Regions from separate parts of the Rattus norvegicus genome. Here region 1 is linked to region 2. The links are chromatin contacts, called in public Hi-C maps. All regions are on one chromosome and are shown on one strand. The core of a region is the stretch at or near the end of the contact, and the rest is flanking DNA. Distances in the headings are between cores, read along the strand shown.

Region 1 (2,700 bases), core at 50-2,549, 35 kb before region 2:
AACTTCTCTTACACAGAAAATATTTGACACTAAAGGGGAAAAAAGGGCGATTCTTTTAAATGACAAAATAAAAAGCCACCTCCGCGACTTATCTGAACACTAAGGAATACTTTGTGTGGTTTTCACTTAGGAACAGTCTTTAAAACACTGTTCAACAGGATTTGTAAAGCCCATCATCCAACTCAATGCATATTCCCCGCCTCTCACTAACTTGTCTTGGATGGTCTTCTAAGACTTTTATGCCAAAGGGTCTTTATATTTAAACATGAATTCGTTTAAGCATTGGTAACGATGCCGTTTTTCTCCTGCCTCAAGTTATTAAGCAAAAAGAAAAAAAAGTGTGCAACATGTTGGGCTGTAATTACAAACATCCTGTAGCAATGAGCCGATAAAACCACTGGCGCTATTTTTTTTAATAGACTTTCCTGATGCCAGTTCAGTAAACGCGAGTTTCATACTCTTACCTCAAAAGGCTCTAGAGGCTGTCACTCTATGCCCTTGACAAGAGTCTCAGGGCAAAAAAAAGTTTCCTCATTACGACCGTTCCAGAACTTGCTTAAGTCAAGAGGTGGCCTAGGACGCCCAGAGCTGTAAGGGTGACAGACCGGGTTACTAGAGTCACCCACTCTGGACGGGCAAATAAGGGAAGAAGAATAGAACCTAAAGCTACTGATGGGTGGTCGTGCCTGGAGTTCAGGGAGGACACAAGTTGCCCCGCTGCCCCGAGTCACTCTGCTCGCCGCACTTCCCTCTCGGAGGGGGCGAGGCCAGCCGCGGAGTGCGGGGCCGACCGTGACCCTCACTGGGGTAGCACGGGGAGGGGGCGGGGGGACAGCAGGGCGTCCCGGATCGAAGGGACTCGGGCACCGCAGCGCACAGGACGGTGACCGAGGCGCGCCCACAGGATTGCCCGTCCGATCTGGTCTGGTTCGGTCTCCTCAGACTTGGGACCGGCGGGTGAGGGCGGTGCCCAGCCCGGCTCCCCTGGGGTCCCCAAGCCCCGCCGCGCCCCGCACCTTTGATCACGTTGCTGTAGATGGTGGGGCGGAACTCCTCGCGCGCGCGCTGGTCGAAGTCCTGGCCGTGGATGATCCGCATCTGCTTCAGGAAGGTGGACTTGCCGCTCTCGCCCGCGCCCAGCAGCAGGATCTTCACCAGCCGCTTCACGTAGGTCTTCTCCCGCGACAGGCATTTGTCGATCTCCTTGGACTTGCGCTGCTGCTCGGCCTCGCCGTTCGTCAGCACGCAGCCCGGGAAGCACACGGACAGCACGGAGCGCGACGGCAGGAAGTCCGCCATCTTGCCGCCGCCGCCGCCTCGGCGGGCCCCTGCGGCTCCTCCACCTCCTCCTCCGGCAGCGGGTGGCTCCGGCAAGGCGGCTGGAGGGCGGGGAGCGCAGCGGCGGCCCGAGCGCGCCCGGGGAGGGAGGGAACCCGAGGACTGACTCGCCAGGGCGGGACGCGCCGGCCGGGGGAGGGTGGGAGGGAAGGAGGGCGGGCCCGGGGAGGGGCGGCGGCCCTCTGGGCGTGCGCGCGCCCGCCGCCTGCCGGGTGCGCGCACGCAGGCACGCAGCGGGGGCTGGGGGGGGCGGCGCGAGTCACGCGCTCGCTGGCCTGGCTGAGGCCAGGAGCGCGCGCGGAGAACTGCGGAGTCCGGGGTCACGTGGGCCAACCTGGGCGCGCGCGCGCCTGCGGATCCAGAGTTTCTGTTTCCCTTTAGTGCCACCGTTTCCCGGAGCCCCGAGGCGAGTAAGCAAAGCCCATCCAGACCCCTTTCCGTTAAGGCATCCTTATCTCTACAGTTTCCACTGCTCTTTCCCATAGTTCCTCGCCCGCCGCTTACTGTCACCTTCACGCGACCATTGGCTGGGACATCCCTGCACGGACCAGGGCATTCGTTACATTTTGCCTTTTTTTTTTTTTTTTTTTAAATTCTTGAGACAAGTTCCCTGCGGCTGTAGCTGGCTTAAATCTGTGACAATTGTCTTATCTCAGCCTCCCTGTCTACTTCTGGTATTACAGGCCGGCCAGGGCTTTATTTCAAGCTCGTGCACTTAATTAGCAGCGGTCACCGCCTCCCCCCCCCACGGCCCTCACCCTACCCCTGCCATCCTAACCATCCCGAAGGATAAGTAGATGTCGGATGTCCTTATTGATCAACACCTCTTCCTAGCAGCTCAGGGCACTATTGATAACCTGCCCTGGCTGGCTCACTAATGTGGATTCCCAGCCGGGCTGCATTTGTGACTTGGGTAATGCCTGCTGAGGTCAGTGAATGGTGGAGAGGGTGAGGTCATGTTGAAAATCCCCCTAAACCGGACACTATGATGCGATGCTCATTCTTCCCAAGGAAGCAGATAAGCGTTCAGCCTAGGACTGCGGCAGGCACATTTTAGGTTTCCTGCCAGACTTCAGAGGATATGACAGACAAGAAAAATTTTTTTTTCTGTCACACCAGCAGATCAGGCCTAACACCTGAAAAGACTCCCAGGGAACACGTGACAAGTGACATCTGAGTGACTGTGTAGCAAAGACCTCAGAAGCCAACTTCTTCATTCTTTGTCAGTTTCAAAGGGGAAAGGCGGTTTGATGCCTGTCTGGTTTTGCTCCTGGGTCCTGGCTTGTGCGCAACTTGGGAACTTCCTGTGTGTTAGGGAGCTGGGGTAAGAGGTCAACACCGTGATATGCGCAAGTTTAAATT
Region 2 (2,700 bases), core at 167-2,666:
CTCCCCCCCCCCCCCCGGGAGCTGAGGACCAAACCCAGGGCCTTACCACTGAGCTAAATCCCCAACCCACCGTGGGCACTCTTATACCACCGTTAATGGTGCTAATAATAGTAGTAACAACTCAGGCTGGAGAGATGACTCAGTGGTTAAGAGCACCGACTGCTCTTCCAGAGGTCCTAAGTTCAAATCCCAGCAACCACATGGTGGCTCACGACTGTCTGAAGTGAGATCTGAGGCCCTCTTCTGATGTGTCTGAAGACATCGACAGTGTACTCACATACATAAAATAAATAAATCTTTAAACAAATAGTAGTAACAACTCAGATTTATTCAATCTTTACCTATTTATCTTCCCCTAATAACTCTGCTCTATTATTATTAGTGAGCTGTATTTTATTTTATTTGTTGTTTTTGTTGTTGGTTTGTTTGAGATGGGGTCTTATGCAGCCCAGGTTGGGTTTAAACTGCCTACGTAGCCGAGGTTGGTTTTCAGCACCTGTCTTTCCTGTTTCCAACTCTCAAGTGCTGGAATACAGATATACATCGATACACTCAGCTGACTATTTTGTAGAATTGGAATTAAGGTGCAGAGAGGTTAATTAGCCCAAATCTCACAGACTGATGGTAAAAAGCAGCTAAAATTTAACCTGATGATGGTAGAACCTATGGTCCTACCTTCATTTATAACTCCAGCAGTCCTCATACTGTGTGTGTGTGTGTGTGTGTGTGTGTGTGTGTGTGTGTGTGAGCGCCGCGCGCGCGCGGGCACGTTATTAGGTATGATCATGAGGAGGGGTGTGGGAAGGAAAAGATTCCCAAAAGGGGCTTGGGAGTATGGCTTTGTGACTTCGTGGATGAGCGTGCAGTTAGCATGCAAGAGACTCTAGGTTCAGTCCCTAGTACCAGGTAAGACGGGAGTTGGTGTGAGGGTGGGGTTGGGCTGTGGTGAGGTGTAGGATGAGCTCCAAGAGCTAAAGGACAAACATTACTAGGAATTCAGCACGTGCCAGACCTATTTCTGTTTAGAAACACGTTTTTCTCCGTGAGCTTCGAAGCAGGACCAAACAAAGCCTCTTCCAGAAGGCGCAGCCATTATTCGTGGTCCTTGCTGGAGCTCCTACACCTAGGTAGTAAATCCAGGGGTCAAGGGCCTATGGGCCGGTGAGCCACCCTGGCAGGCGCGTGCCATTGCCGTTTCCTGACTTTTCTCAGTTTAGAAGAGAATATAAACTATTAGAAAGTTTAAGTAATGGCTAAAGGTCACTCAATGACTTGGGAACAGGCTCACCAGGGATTCAAAGTCGGTTCACATATCGCTTTCACTTTCTCAGACTTCAGTGGTGGGGCTCAACAGTCAACCCTCTTTGACTGTTTTGCTTCCTTACAGGGTCCAGGTGGAGCCACATGTCGCCCCCTGGTGGTAGTTTGAGTCTGTGCAGGGCATCCTAAAGTGCGCGCGGCGCCGCGAGCTGATTGGCTGGCGTGGATTCGAGGAGTTTTGCAAATGCTGATCTTAGGGCCCCAAGGTGGCAGCCACAGCCCTGCCCCTCAGGGTTCAAGTTCAGACTGGGGCGGGACAAGCTGCCTTGTGAATTTGGAGGGTTTCCGGTCTCCTATTCACGTTGTGGTCGTGCATTCATCCTGGATTCAGGATGACGGTCAGACACTCGAAGGTGGCTGTACTGTCCTCACTTGGCCCTCCTGGCAGGTGGGTGGGGATCTACTTCGTGGAATGTCCAAATAAGATTGGGTTAGGGCAGAGGGCTTCCCCCTGGGTCTATCCTCCCTTCCTGATGGTACTGACTGGTAGTATCGCGATAAAAACACTGGATAGGTTTCCAAAGGTGCCTCCTGGCCCTGAAGAATCAGGACCCGCTGGGCAGAATGTGGGAAAGACAGAGCATACTGCCAGCCTCAGAGACAGGTACCCAGACACCCACGTGCTAATTTCATAGCACCCACATGTTGCCATTTCTGGCTGTGTGATATTTGAGAGTAAAAACATGGTTCATACCTTGACCACAATATCCACAAAGCTCAGAAGGCCGTGGTCACCATCTTCCTCTTGCTGGATCAACTTGTTTGGGTTTAAGTCTAAAGGTCAGGTCCTCACACCAACCTCATCTTGTGCTATTTCCTCTTAGTTAACCCTTGTCCTCACGGACCAGGGAGGCGGTGAGGAGTGAAAGGCTTGTGACTGCTTGCTTTCTTCCTTCCTTCCTTCCTTCCTTCCTTCCTTCCTTCCTTCCTTTCTTTCTTTCTTTCTATTTATTTTATGTATATAAGTACACTCTAGCTGTCTTCAGACACACCAGAAGAGGGCATCAGATTTCATTACAGACGACTGTGAGCCACCATGTGGTTTTGACTGGGATTTGAACTCAGGACCTCTAGAAGAGCAGTCAGTGCTCTTAACCACTGAGTCATCTCTCCAGCTCATGACTGCTTTCTTAAAGCTGACCCAGGCTAACGTGACCCATCTAAGGCAGCTTAAAGGTGCCCAGCCTTGAGTGATGTAGACTGATTGTGGACTGGGTCCCACAACAAAGACCGTTAGGTGTCCCTCATCTAATGTTTTGTGGGTGAGTCAGGCTCTGTGGGCCAGCCAGCTGCCAAGTTGGAGCCAGGCAGTATAGATGCTGTTAGCATCTGCCCTGAGCGCACCCCCTCCCTCCACACACACCCCCAGCGCCCCAGGAA

The links. Hi-C and Micro-C count contacts between places; a contact is called where the count stands out from the background.
Region 1: a Hi-C map of the A7r5 cell line shows a contact between it and region 2, with 1.8 times the contacts expected there. The contact joins the promoter of Gna13 here to the enhancer-like site in region 2. A contact is called at or near these places in 4 of 12 Hi-C or Micro-C datasets (the A7r5 cell line, frontal cortex, liver and 1 more) and 1 of 1 datasets of contacts at active chromatin or transcription factors (oligodendrocytes).

Annotation. Positions count from the first base shown.
Region 1 is chr10:94,836,055-94,838,754 of GRCr8, reverse strand. Gna13 (G protein subunit alpha 13) reads right to left here and starts at 1,299. Exons shown (of 4, transcript NM_001013119.1): 1 at 1,017-1,299. The coding sequence starts at 1,299. It overlaps LOC134480892 (a long non-coding RNA gene), which reads left to right and starts at 1,909. Exons shown (of 2, transcript XR_010055858.1): 1 at 1,909-2,700.
Region 2 is chr10:94,800,952-94,803,651 of GRCr8, reverse strand. No RefSeq gene overlaps it. Among named protein-coding and RNA genes, the nearest start is that of Rgs9, 32 kb to the right of the region's middle. Within about 2 kb of position 1,416, at least 16 of the 93 cell types and tissues checked have an H3K27ac peak or open chromatin away from gene starts, as enhancers often do. A contact at or near this core is called in the A7r5 cell line, where this site is marked.